Linked DNA regions of Rattus norvegicus: region 1 is linked to region 2. A link is a contact called in public Hi-C data. All regions are on one chromosome and are shown on one strand. The core of a region is the stretch at or near the end of the contact, and the rest is flanking DNA. Distances in the headings are between cores, read along the strand shown. Region 1 overlaps LOC134479472 (a long non-coding RNA gene). Region 2 overlaps Ak7 (adenylate kinase 7).

Region 1 (7,154 bases), core at 4,110-6,609, 240 kb after region 2:
ACAGCTTGAGAATCCAAATAATTCCACCGATCAACATAACCCAGGAGAAGAAAACGGTTTTATTATACTAAACAAATCAGGCTGGACATCAGAGAGTGGCTAGGCCAGCAGTGGGAGTCTCACCTGGCCTTGTCCACTCTCTTCCTGATTGACTTTCTTCATTAAAGTGTCTTTTTAACACACACACACACACACACACACACACACACACACACACACACACACGCATGCACAAGTTGCATTATGTAGGCAGCGATCTGCAATTGTGTCCTTCCCTCATTGCTCTCTCGGTGACTTTTCCCAAGTCTCCTTCTTTGCCTTCCTTTCTTCCTCTCCTCCTCTTTCTCCTCCTCTTCTTCCTCCTCTTTCTCCTCCTCCTCCTTCTTTTGTTGTTGTTTGTCTCTTAGTTTGTTTTCAAGACAAACTGGCTGTGTAGACCTCACTCAGCAGACCAGGCTGACTTCGAACTCCACCTGCCTCTGCCCCCAGGTGCTAGGATTAAAGATGGCCGCCACTACAGCCCAGCCCCTAAGTCTCATCAACTGACATCCATCTGTCAGTATGCAAGGGTCACAGCGAAACTCTGGCTTACGGAAGGGCTGTGTTGCGTGACATAAAGGGAACGTTCTGGAGCAGACACAGAGCGTGGAGACTCCTGCGTGGGATGGCGTGAGGTCAGCTTCCCTCCACCACTGGGTCTGTGCAGGAGACTTTATGACAGTGTCAATACAGAGCTGGATTAAAAGCCCAAATATCCCCTGCACTTTAGTGCCTTTGCATCCATGCACCCACCATGTGGCAACTGGCGACCACAGTCCTGCCCTAGCCCCACTATTTGGCTGCTCGTGATTCAGGATGATTTGATCCATGTTCCCATCACTTTGGTGTCTGGGCAAGATTGAAGACATAACCCGACTAAAGCCCCTGCTTCTTACACATTCAACTGTCGTGGAACAAACAGCCCAGGCAGGTTCTGTCTGTGGGTTCTTTTTTTCTGCCATTGTTCACAGAAACCAAAGGAACGTTCTACGTGCAAATCTTGGGCATTTCGGAGGTGTGTTTACATACCTAGCCCCTCGGGGTGGGGATGGTGAATCTAAGAACTGGTGCGTCCTTCATGATAATGTTCCTATGAATGTTCCGGTCACTACAGCCCCACTGGTGAACAGCCTGCTCGGTTCTGTGGGCTAACACTTTAAATGAGCTGGGCTGATATATGCTAAACTTACCATTGCGGGGCATTCTGGGTATTTGAGAGCATTCAGGGGCCACCTGACACCATCTACTTACAAACCTTTGTGCTTTGTTTTGTTTATTTTAATTGTTACATTGTTCTCTTTCTCTCTTGTGTGCCGCATAAGTACCACTGCAGAAGTCAGAGGACAGTTTGAGGGAGGTGGTTTTTTCCGTCTACCATGTGAGGGCCAAGAATTGAACTCAGGTCTTCAGGCTTGGTGGCGGTTGCCTTTTCCAGCTGTGCTACCTCGCTGGCTCAAACCTTTGTGTCTTAATATCTGGAGCATCTTCCTAACCATCAGCACGAGACAAAGCTTGGAATTCAGCTGCAGAAAGAAGAACAAGAGAAGGTGTAAGCATCCCAAGAAACCTGGGAGCACAGATTCCAGTTCCTGCCCGTCATTCACACATCTTTTCTACACCCTATTTTGTCATTCCCAGACTATGTTTATTTTTTTAAATCTAATACATGCATGCATGCGTGCATACTCAGGAAGATTATTGCACATCTCTGTGAACTGTCCTAAGCCTTTCAGTGGTGATGGCTTAGAACATCATACAAAAGAAAACGAGGAGTGAATGGAGAGGAGATGCCGTCACCAGCAGTGATGTACGGCTGCCTCTAAGCTTGCCAAGCCAGGCGTTCTGCTTCTGGTCTAAGCCACGATGTGTCAATATTACAGCCGAGTTGACAATCAGGGTTTATTTCCTTCTGGTGGGACTTAATGACAAGATGAGAACTCTTTGATCAGTTCCTTGAAAGGAACAAACCCTAACCACCTGGTGGGTTTTTAAGAAAGCTGGTTGAGGAACTTAGCAGCCACACTTTGGAAGGATGTCTGTCCAGCCCGAGACGGTGGCTGGTTGGTAAGGAGTGACTGTTAATGGATGCCGCCCCAGACTTTCATTTGCTGGCAGGATTCACTAGAAAGCAGGATGCAACCACTGGATAGAGCTCTGATCAGTCCACACATGCACAGACAGACAGAGAGATACAGACACACACAGACACAAGCATTCCAGCTGTTTTCTTTTTCCTTAAATACATTATCACTTTCTAAACTGATGGGTATAGGAAAGAATGCAGTCTCTCTCTCTTTTTTTCCAGCCCAGCGAGGCTGCAGGAAAAGTGATTCTGTTGAACAGCATAATGTTGTTTTCTAGAACGCCACCATCTCAGCCATGTTCCCTTTAATGCCGTTCTCTTTCCTTAGAAAAGGGGTTAAAATTAGTAGGCACATTTCATATTAGCGTATTTCATGCAATAAAGCATAAATTATTTAAAATAACACGACCTTTTATCTTGCACCTTTTGAAGGAAGCAAATTAAAAATGTAAATTGGGAGCTAATTAATATGCAAATGTATTCATTCGCAGTTAACAATTAGCAATTAAACCTGCAGTGTCTACAAAGAGCACGGACAAAATTAGTAACTTAATTTATCATTAAAAAATGAAAACGTACACAAAATTTTAATTGACTTTCAAAATATTTCCCCTGCATTTCTCTTTCTTTCATTTTTTTTTAATACTGAAAGAAATTCTTAAAAAATATTATGCCTTAGCGTTTCGAATGTAACTGGGTGCACGCAGTATTCTGGGAGTTCATTTAATAGGAAAGCATGTTAGGAGAAGTTTGCCTTTTATATGAGGTATTAAAAAATGACATTTAAGAATGTTGACTTGTGTTTCATAGTTGAGTTCAAGACAGAAATAAATACACAGACTCCCCCGTGTTTGGGAATATAGATGGCAGAGCTTTGTATGGGTAAGGGGCACACTTCCTGTAGGAATAGATGTGGCTGTGCATGTGTGTGCATTCGAGTCAAGTCGGCGCCTTCCAGAGAAGATACACAGCGAGAGCCCAATTGGGCCATTTACATGCTTCTGGTTCAGCTTTGAGAATTCCAGTACAAAACGGTTGCAGGGAAAAAAATCAGCAACAAACAGCTTAAGATGTAAATAAGACACTCTAGGCTGATCGGGAGACGCATTTGCATTCCGTGTTACATTAAGCCACCCACACCGCCACCCAGGCACGCAGATTTTTCCACTTTTGCATATTTTTCTGACTTTGAGGTCGGTCTCCTACACCTTCTCCCTGTCAGCCTAGCTCTGCCTGCAGATGTAGGCTTGTGTTTTCTGCACGTCTCCATTCTCGCGTCACGCAGCCTAGGAAGGCGCCCAGCAAACGCAGACGATTCGCTTGCAACCTTATTCTGGGCATTTAAACAGCACCTGCTGCCTGGCCCCATTAAGTCTCCTTCACAAATGTTTTCCTTCCGTTTTGTCTCCATTCAGGGATGGTCTTTCTGCGTCCCCCTCCTCCGGGAACCTCTTCTGTTTAGAATAGGGCTGCACTGGCTGTCTTCTAGTCCGAGTTGGCTCCTGATCTCATCCCTTTGAATGAGGTTTTATCATCAACAGAGTCCCTGCAACACTCACAGGGTACTTTCAGGGAGGGTGGCGAGTCTGGCTGTTTTCTCTAGACAATAGACATCTCTCTCTTCCAATATGACTCTAATGCGATTCAACCCACATTGTACAGCCCATTTCCATTAAAGGCACAAAGGACAATGGTCCCCAGTGTGAGATCCTCAGAAGCCAGGAGGCCATGCGAGTCAGTGTTTAAATTGATTTCGCCAGAGAAGGTGTTTGCTCTCTTTCCGGTGAAGGTAACGACACCGGCAGGTTCTTCTGGCTTCAACTGTTATTATTCTTAGATAGGGACTTAGCTTATAAACCCGTGTGTGTGTGTGTGTGTGTGTGTGTGTGTGTGTGTGTGTGTGTGTGTTGGGAATAAAGAAGTAATCTACCCTTTTATAACAGTATGAAAAAAGTGTCTTCTCTCTCAAAAACATGTACCCCTCAGATGATTTCCAATGTGCCACAAACCCCCAGAACTTAAAATAAATAAATAAATAAAAAGCTCAGTTTGAACTTGCAATTAGGTTACAGTGGTAAAAACAGAACCCTCGACTTGAGTGAAAATGTGTTGTGGATCTGCTTGTGTCTTATCGACAGGAGAATTTTTATGTCGGTTTCAAGGTATGGGGAGCAAGCAGGAACCAAAGTCGTGTCTCAGCTCAGCGGCACCCACGGGAAGTAGATCTCCATTCAGAGGAACACACCACCAAGTCCAGTCCTCAGCTCTGGGGTTTTAAGGTTCTCAGACGGCAGCCAGGGACCAGTGTATAGAAGTGACACTTCCTCCTTTTAGAGGAAACAGCATGCAATCTCAGTGTGGGGAAAATGTGGACTTCGTCACGGCCACTGCTGCTTAAGGAGCGCCTCGCGCTCTTCCTTCCTCCTGAGCACCCCTCGGGCTGCTGATGAGAGTGCGGGGTGATCTCCTCCCAATATGTAAATCTCAATACAAGAAGCAAATAAAAACCCAACCTGCACGCACTGTACCTCATCTGCCAAAAGAGACCCAACGGGCCTTCCATACTTTTTTTTTTCTCCTTTTTGCTCGGGCGCCTGCGGTAGCAAGCAGTTACAACAATCCGAAAATTAAGTTACCACAATTAGGAATTAGAAGCAGGTGGCATAATAATGGTGCTTTTTTTCATTTCATTTATTAGCAAAAAGAGGGAGAGGCGCTTCATTTATTTTCATCAGCCCTCGGTAAAAGCATAGCAATTTGCAACACAAAAATCATTTCAAGTACCTCAGCCTCGTGCAACCTCGTTTTCCTTTTTTTTTTCTTTCTTTTTTTTTTTTAGCTTAAAAGCCTTTTAAAGTTTGCCTACCCACCACCCCCGCCCCTCGAAAGTGGAGTGTGTGTGTGTGTACGCGCCCCCCCTCCCCCGCGTTAGGTGACGAAGTAAGTGCTGATGGGATCGGGCTATTTCTCCCCTTAAGAAGTTTCGGGGAGCAGAATTGGAGGTTGGGGAGCCCCAGTATGCCCTGCCTCCTTTTGCCTGGTTTCCGTTTCACACGGCTTGTTTAATCTTGCAAAAATTTAGTTCGTGTGCAACAACAAATAAGGCACTGGACAACTATCTGCACGGTGGCCCCATCAGCCACCCTGGCCGCATCCGCATCTCTGCACCCCAGTGCAACCCAGCACCCGGCAGGCTTCCCGGATGTTCCAGGACCCCATGGCACGACAACCCTTGCGCTCCCTCTAGCGTTAGTATCTGGGATCGCCATGAGCTGCGGTGCAGCTGGGATGCCTGCAATCCCGGGAAGTGGGAGACGATGTGGGGTGCACACCGTTGCTGAGTGCACCGGATGTGCGGGGTGCACGAAGTGTGCCGGGCGCTGGGGACTCCTGGAGTTGCACGCGGCCCCTGCGACCCCGCGGTGGGAGATGCTAATTGCCGGCTTTGGGCAGCTCTTTCCAAGCCTGGGGCCCCTTTCTCCTGTTGCCCCCTCAGTCCAAGAACTAAGCTCCAGGCGAGCCACCGCCGGCTTTCATCCCAGCTCGTAGCTTGTGTTTCTCCCGGTCAAGGAGAGGTCGCGACGCTAGGCGGTCCCTGCTTTGCGTACCCCACTTCTGCCCCCGCCCTCAGCTCCGGGCTGGTTTGACTTTGTCTCCTGTTGGTCCATCTTGGGTGTCCGGGATAGCGCTCTCTGTTCCTGTTTTCCTCTCACCACCCTCTAGGTCCCTCCTGGGCTTCCCGCCACAGGGAGCTTGTTTTCTACCGTCTTTCTTCTTTGCCGCATACTTTTCCTTTGTATTTCATCCTTTCAGTCTGTTCCTCTCTCACCCTTTACGACTAAAACGAGTTAGAATTCAGGAGTCACAGGCTAGAGGGCCCCACAGCCTGTCCGGTGCTGAGGAACACACTGTAGGCTCCTATGTCTTTCTTACATTAGTGTAGAGTGTGTCGTCCTTTCCAGACTTCGCAAAGATTGTAGGGATTTGAGGAAGATCAAACAAGCCTGGGAACACCTGCCAAGGGGGCGCGGGGGGTGGGGGGTGGGGGGCAGGGAGGGAGGTGGGAGGAGGGGTGGGGGTGGGGGCGAGGCAGCACTGCCCTTCTGGAGTAAAATTTGGCAATCCCTATCACGAACCTTTTGCACATTATCAGTAATGCCACTTCTTGGAATCCAGCCCAAAGAAATAATATGAAAGGTTAAAAAAATATTTTGGACCCAAAAAATGTTAATCACGGGCCTGTGAGATAACTGATCAGCTAGAGGAGAAAAGCGACTTCAGCAAGTTGTTCTCTGATCTCCACAGGATGCCATGGGGCCTACATACCCTGCCCTACATAATTCATTAATAAATAAATGTAATTAAAAAAGAAGAAACTACAGGGGCATGGAGAAATCTTGGAAATACAGAAGTCTCAAAATGTCCAACAACAGCGGGCTGTAAGTAACAGAGTCGGCTGCCGTCTGCGTTGGTGTTGCTCAGGGGGTCATGGTTTTAAGAATGCCAATACCCCCGGAGAAGCAGGCCATGGAGTGGTCAGCCTGAAAGCAGGATCAGAACCACTGGTGACGCTGGATGCAGATGCACACAGAAAGCATCTGTACACGCCCGTCCTGGCAGTCGGTGCAAACCATGGTTTCTTTCCTTCCTCTTTTCCAATTTCCCTTCTGCCTCCTGATTTTTTTTTTTTAGGATGGAATTAAAAAGCATCGGCTTCTCGGTTTCCTTTGAAAACCGCAAGCCCCTGAGAAAAAGGGCAGGGAGGCCCAGTAACTGCAAGAACAGGAGCTGTGGAGTACCGGAAGTGACCTACAAGGATGTGGGAGTCCAGAACAGAGCACGAGTTTGGGGAAACTCTGCATGCTTCCCACAAGCTGGGCAGTGCTTGAACCCATGGGCAGAGCTCCACGGTTCTGCCGGTTATGGGTGAGGTATGTGACTACTACAGTGAGTGTATGTGTATGTGACAGAAGTGGGGGGAGAGGGAGAGGGAGGGATGAAGGAGGGAGAGAGAGGAGGGGGCGACTTGTGG
Region 2 (6,851 bases), core at 4,168-6,667:
CAGAGCATTGAGGAAACGGTACAAGTGAGTCGACCATAACATTTTGGCATAGTAGTAACAGTCTTCAGTGTCGGTTGAAGTGACAACTATGAACTTAATTTCACCTTGTGGGTAACATAGAGTCTGAGTACAAAATGGCTGCAGTTATGTTAAAAGGAGCCGGCCTCACACCACCAAGGCTTGGTGAGGCTTCTGTATGTGTTGTTCTGTTGTTTCACTCTCTGTGACAGCATCTCGAATAGTCCAGGCTGCCTCAGACTCACTATGTAGCCAGGGATGGCTGTAACTTCAGATCCTCCCACATCTATACCCAAAGAGCTGGGTATAGAGGCACTCGTGGCCATATTTAGATTTTATGATGTGCTAAAGATCAAACCCAGGGCTGGACAAACACTCTGCCACCCAGCTGCATTCCCAGCTTAGGCCACCAGGAAGTTCAAATTGCCTCCCCACAGACAGTGCCACCACCTAACAACGCTTTGGTCAAGGCCTGATCATACAGGTGATAAGGATCCAAGAAGGTTATCTCATTGGCTACTTTGTCATTGCTGTGACAGATCATCTGACAAAAGCAAGGGGTAGGGGGTGGGGGGTAGGTTTGTTTGTTTGTTTTTGAGATATGGTCTCCCTATGTACCCTACCTCACTCTGTAGACTAATCTGGCCCTAAACTTACAGAGATCTGTCTGTCTCTGCTTCCCTAGTGCTGGGTTATCTTGTCTCACTGAAGGGATTTGGGTCACCTTGGAGGAGAAGGTGTGACCGAGGGAGAGGTGGCCGGTCACACCAAGCCTGCCTGACACTCAGCTCCTTTTTCCTCCTCTCGTTTCATTCAGTCAGGGACTGCAGGCTGGTGGCTCCTCCCTTCTCGGGTAGTTCTCAGACAGGCCCGTCCAGCAGTGTCTCTTCTAGGTGACTCTAAATGTGGACGACCCGACAGTGAAGATGACCTTTACGGTTAGTCATAAAGGAGCTGCTGATGACAGCGCAGTGCATTCCCCGAGTGTCTGGGTGACACCGGTGGACGTAAGACCACCATGAGCACAGCACAGCAAACACGCGCCCATTGGTCACACATTGGTCACAGCGGCTACATCGTGACTAAAGGCGTGCCTTCTTCCAGCGCTGCTGCCTCAGAGACTTGTGGCTGTGTGACAGCCTCCCACTCAGTGGAGAATCACCCTAGCATCTCTTCAAGACTCATCAGAGGGTACGATCAGAGTGACGAGGACATTATAGTGTTCAACACACACCTGCCCCAGGGAAAAGACCGCAAACTCAATCCAAATTATAATCACTAAGTTTATTGATACTGCTAGGGGACTGGTGATCGATCTCTGAGCCAGATTAGAGATTGCCATGTGAAGTGGGCTGAGGGAAGAGGGAAGGACTTTTTTTTAATTTATTTATTTATTCTATATAAGTCCACTGTAGCTGTCTTCAGACACAAGAAGAGGACATCAGACCCCATTACAGATGGTTGTGAGCCACCATGTGGTTGCTGGGATTTGAACTCAGGACCTCTGGAAGAGCAGTCAGTGCCCTTAACCACTGAGCCATCTCTCCAGCCCCGAGGGAAGGACTTTTAAGGGCAAAAACCACAAGAAAACCTTGAGTATCTGCACAAGCAAGCCAAGAGCCATTGTGTGCTACCAAGATTAGGATGTCATGGTAACCTCAGAACAGCCATTGAATGTCTACATAAGCAGGTCACAGAAGCAAATGAAGAAACAAGCAGTCATAATGTAACAAAGCAGATGGTATGGCTGTGTCTGGGGGGTTGGGGGGGAGTGTCATTCTGTCCAGGTTACTGGGAACATGGCTTCCGGGGACTTGAAGCTGAGACAAATGGTTATTAGATGCATGACTAGTATAAAATGAAGTTTCCTTAGCCGTTGAGACAAAGCAAATGGTGTGCGGGATCTCCCACACACCGGCATTGACATTGCTTCTCAGCTCTCCAAAGCGATACATTATTGATTACAAGATGCATTTTCCTAGCCATTTCCAGCCACGTTGAATCCGGGACTCTGGTCCTTACGCAGCAGGCACCTACACTTACTGAACCATCTTGCTAGTCCCTGTTTGTTTTTAAAGTCTAGCTATGTTCTGAGGGTGAGCAAAGAACGCAGAGAAGATGCTAACGCAGCCAGACTCTCAGAACAAGGGTGACTGACAGGTTCTAGTTGTCACAAATAACTAGCTAGCCCGGAGCCCACACAAGTTCCAGGCGGGTGGAAAACAGTAAGCGATTTGAATAGTCATCGGCAACCTTGGCTCAGTGGCACGCAATGAAAGCTTCACCGGAAGCTGAGGCAGCTACACCGGAAGCTGAGGCAGCCGGACCACCTCAGTACAGGAAGAGTTCAGCTCCAGCCTGGACAGCAGAGACCCTTGCATAAAGAATAAATCAGTAAAACAATTCAACCATAGGAAGAAGGTCCAGTTAACAGAGTCATCAGATTTCACTTAAAAATAAATAAGCCGGCTGGAGACATGGCTCAGCAATTAAGAGCACTGACCGCTTCCAGAGGTCCTGAGTTCAATTCCCAGCAACCACAGTGGGGCTCACAACCACCTGTAGTGGGATCTGATGCCCTCTTCTGGTATGTCAGCTACAGTGTGCTCATATGCATAAAATAATTCTTTAAAGACAAACACATTTTAAAATAAACAAGCCAGGCAGTGGTGGCACATATCTTTGATCCCAGCACACCGGAGGCCAGCAGACCTCTGAGTTCCAGGACACCCTGCTCTACCCAGCAACTTCCAGGACAGCTAGAGTTACACAGAGACCCTGTCTCAAGAAACCAGTAATCATCATCATCATCATCATCATCAAGCAAGAGCAAAGCCACACCAAGTGAGCGCAGTTGTTGCCACATCTGTTCAGGAACCGACAGAATTTTCAGAAATGCTGACATCTTTTCCTACATAACAAGGAAAGGGTACAATGCCAGATGGAGAGGAACTGGAGCATCTGTCAGTAAAGGAAATGATCACTTCTTCAGCGGCAAGGAACTAGCCCTCCCCACCCTCCCCACGCCCTGCTGCCCCCCCACCCTATTCCCCCAACCCCACCCCCATACCTCCACCCCCACCCCCTGCCAGTGAAAGGTGGCCTTAAAGCAAACAAGCTCTGGGCACACTCTGGAGTCAGCAGGGAGAGGGTTATTTCAAGCCTAAGAATTCTGGGCTAGCCCACGCACATGGTGAGACCTTGTCCCTGCTTCATGGGGTTTTGTTGACATTTCTCTCGTTTTGTGTTTTAATGTAAAATACACTCATGTGCTGCTGTCAATGTAATGAAATTTAAGGACTAAAGGAGAATAGCCCCAAACACCAGTAGCAAAGGTTCACAGCGCAGAGCCTGGTCTCTGTCTCTCCAGGAACCTAAAGGCAGAAACTGAACTGACAGCCCTGACTGGTTTTCAATGACAGGCTTCCATGCAGCTGGCTGGGCAGAGACTGTCCCCTTTCTTTAGTGAAAATCCATGGCCAGGGTACCTTGCAGTCCACCTTGTAGTCTGCAGACACCGGGACTGGCAATGGGGTAAAGCTAGAACAGTCATATCCGGCAGTCGGGTCATGTTAGCCAGGGCCGAGAAGCTCCTAGGCTCCTGTACCCTAGATGGCATCCACAGCAGGCAGCAGCCACCCAGCAGTTTTCCTGGTCTGGGAGCCTGGCAACTAAACCTTGGGCTAGAAAGATGGGTGCTTCTAGAACATTCTCTTTCCAGTCTGGGTGTGAGTTTGATTGCTAAGGTTAGCAAATAAAAGTGCGTACAAGAGCGGTCAGCTCAGTTTAAACTTCCGATAAGTAGTGACTAAGTTTCAACACAAATATTCTTTCGGGGTACACGATTCATTTGTTTATCTCATTGTCCCATTTATTTCTTCTTCTTCTTTTTTTTTTTTTTTTTTTTTGGTTCTTTTTTTTCGGAGCTGGGGACCGAACCCAGGGCCTTGCGCTTCCTAGGTAAGCGCTCTACCACTGAGCTAAATCCCCAGCCCCCCATTTATTTCTTCTTAATCTAGCAATCCATGTGCTATGGGTTGGACACATGGATGTAAAAGAACAGCCAATTGTGTGATATGTAATTTGTCCAGGATATGCCATGTCTGCAAAATGGTGGAGTAGCTACAGTTTCCCTCACAAACTAATTTTCTGTCTTTCTGCTAAAAGAATCCCTGGTACTGGGGTTGTCCCAGCCCACTCCCACCCACCCACCCATCCATCCACCCACCCACCCACCCACCCATCAGCCAGTTTCCCAGCCAAGTTCTTTTTTTTTTTTTTTTTTTGTTCTTTTTTTCCGGAGCTGGGGACCAAACCCAGGGCCTTGCGCTTCCTAGGCAAGCGCTCTACCACTGAGCTAAATCCCCAACCCCTCCCAGCCAAGTTCTTAATGCATCATCCAAAGTGTACCACCAGCCCAATCTAGTAATCGTATCCAAGGCAACTTTCTAGCTCCAGGCTCAACTGTCAGCTTCCCCAACCATGAAAACTTCTGGATGCCTATTGCTGGCTGTGGATTCCACCGAGGGATGGGTTTATCTTCGCTGCCAATCAAAACGTTAAAGGGGAAGAAAGAAGAGTTCCTAGAAATCTCAGAGTCCCAACAGAGCCATCATGTGACACCTGGGAAATGGGACTCCCTATTGGGGCTCGTTAGGACGGTGTCTCACTTTAAAAGAAAAACCCTCGGGGCGGGCAGGCGGTAAGCCTCAGAGCTGCCAGAAATGGAAGAACTATAAAGAAAAGGATCAAAGCCAGGCTGCTGGAGCTGAGGCGGCGAGGGCAGCTGCCTGGCGGTGAGTGAGGGGGAGAGTCTTAGAAACTCAGTACGGAAGGCTAAGCAGCGATTGAGGAGCTTCGAAAGCAGCCATAAGTTCCTAGAGGTGACACCTAGGTCCTTGACCTGTCCCATTGGATTAAGGAGGTGCGCTGGCCAGTCTTACGTCAACTCGACACACAAACTAAAGTCATCTGGAAAGAGGGAGCCTCGGATGAGAAGTTGCCGCTGTACGATCCAGCGGTACGGTATTTTCTTAGTGGTTGGTGGACGAGGGCCCAGCCCACTGTGGGTGGGCTAATGGTCCCGGGTTCTATGTTTCTGGACAAGCCTGCTAGCAGCACCCCTTCATGGCCTCTGCATCAGGTTTCTGCCGTTTGAAATCCTTCCCTGACTTCCTTCGATGATGAACAGCAATATGGAAGTATAAGACAAACCCTTTGTCCCCAACTTGTTTCTTTTTGTAATCATGCTGTTCTGTCTTAGCAATAGAAGCCTTCGGGGTAGGGGGAGAGAATCTATCGCCACCTAGTGGTGGGCTCCATTCCTTACCTTCTCCCTTCCTTCCTATTTGTCGTCCACCTCAACAACCCTGTTAAAATGTAATTCAGATTGTGCAACAGGCCCGCTTAAAAGGCGTCAGCCCCGGCTGGGGCACGGCTCAGTGGGCAGAGGTGCTCGCAGAGGCTCCCCACTCTGAGTCCCCAGAACCCCATTAAAGTCAGTCACATAGTGTGAGTGGTTGTCATCGCAGAGCTCCCGTGTGGACAAGGATGTCCCTGGAGGCTTGAGGACCAGTCGGCTGGGATGCTGGCTAACCAGAAACCAAAGAGGCCCTTTCTCTAACAAGGTGGACGGTGAGGACTGACACCCACGGTTGTCTTTTAGCCTGCACTCGAAGGCCATGGCACCTGCATGTCCACACCCTCAGGTGAATATTTACACACCACCCACCTGTCTCGGTTACCTACACTCCTCAGCATGGCCCACAGCCCTGAGCCTCCGCGTGCTGCCTTCTTCATCATCGTCAAGTTCCCACCACGGCTCCTGACATCTGGAGCAGGACCTCACGTAGCCCAAAATGGCTTGAATTCACCCTGCAGCCCAGGATGGCTCTGAGTCCCTGATCCTCCTGTCTACGCCTCTCCGGTGCTGAGCCCACACCTTCTCTTTTCTCTTCTTCCATTTTATAATCCACTCCAAATCCAGGCCCGGCTGAGTAGACTGGGATAGGATCTCATTTCCTTCACTGCAGCCTATATTTTCCCCACAGAAGCCATTTTTAAAGTTAAGAGCATATCCTCCACTATGCTGGAGCTGCCTGTGAGGCTCTCTCCTCTTTTTTAGAAAGATTTACTTATTTATTACATGTAAGTTCACTGTCGCTGTCTTCAGACACACCAGAAGAGGGCATCAGATCCCATTACAGATGGTTGTGAGCCACCATGTGGTTGCTGGCATTTGAACTCAGGACCTCTGGAAGAGCAGTCAGTGCTCTTAACCACTGAGCCATCTCTCCAGCCCATCCTCTTTTTTAAAATATTTATCTTGTTTATATGAATACACTGTAGCTGTCTTCAGACACACCAGAAGAGAGCATCATATCCCATTACAGATGGTTGTGAGATATCATGTATTTTCTGGGAATTGAACTCAGGACATCTGGAAAAGCAGTCAGTACTCTTAACCATGGAGACATTTTTCCAGCCCAAGAATCTCTCTTCTTAACTGAGCAAATTTGCAGATATGATATACTGGCATAAATACTGTCATTTTTGGGCTAGGGAGATGGCTCAGCTGTTAAAGTGTTTGGACAACAGAAGATACCTACACATGTATACCTGCCAACACACACACACACACACACACACACACACACACACACACACACACACACAAATGCACAAAGAAGGGGAAAACCACTTTGCCATTCATATTTACACGCCACACCCTTCTTGCATTGTTAGTTTTAATCTGTTGTTTCCAGATAGGCTTTCTTGTGTGGTCCTGGCTGTCCTGGAACTCACTCTGTAGACCAGGCTAGCCTAGAACTCCG

The links. A called contact is a pair of places that touch in the nucleus more often than the background predicts.
Region 1: a Hi-C map of liver shows a contact between it and region 2, with 5 times the contacts expected there. The contact joins two enhancer-like sites. A contact is called at or near these places in 7 of 12 Hi-C or Micro-C datasets (the A7r5 cell line, the Rat2 cell line, Schwann cells and 4 more).

Annotation. Positions count from the first base shown.
Region 1 is chr6:130,628,467-130,635,620 of GRCr8, forward strand. It overlaps LOC134479472 (a long non-coding RNA gene), which reads left to right. Exons shown (of 3, transcript XR_010052832.1): 2 at 6,815-7,053. Among named protein-coding and RNA genes, the nearest start is that of Vrk1, 47 kb to the right of the region's middle. Within about 2 kb of position 5,360, at least 28 of the 93 cell types and tissues checked have an H3K27ac peak or open chromatin away from gene starts, as enhancers often do. A contact at or near this core is called in liver, where this site is marked.
Region 2 is chr6:130,389,199-130,396,049 of GRCr8, forward strand. All of the region lies in intron 4 of Ak7 (adenylate kinase 7), which reads left to right. Among named protein-coding and RNA genes, the nearest start is that of Ak7, 16 kb to the left of the region's middle. Within about 2 kb of position 5,418, at least 10 of the 93 cell types and tissues checked have an H3K27ac peak or open chromatin away from gene starts, as enhancers often do. A contact at or near this core is called in liver, where this site is marked.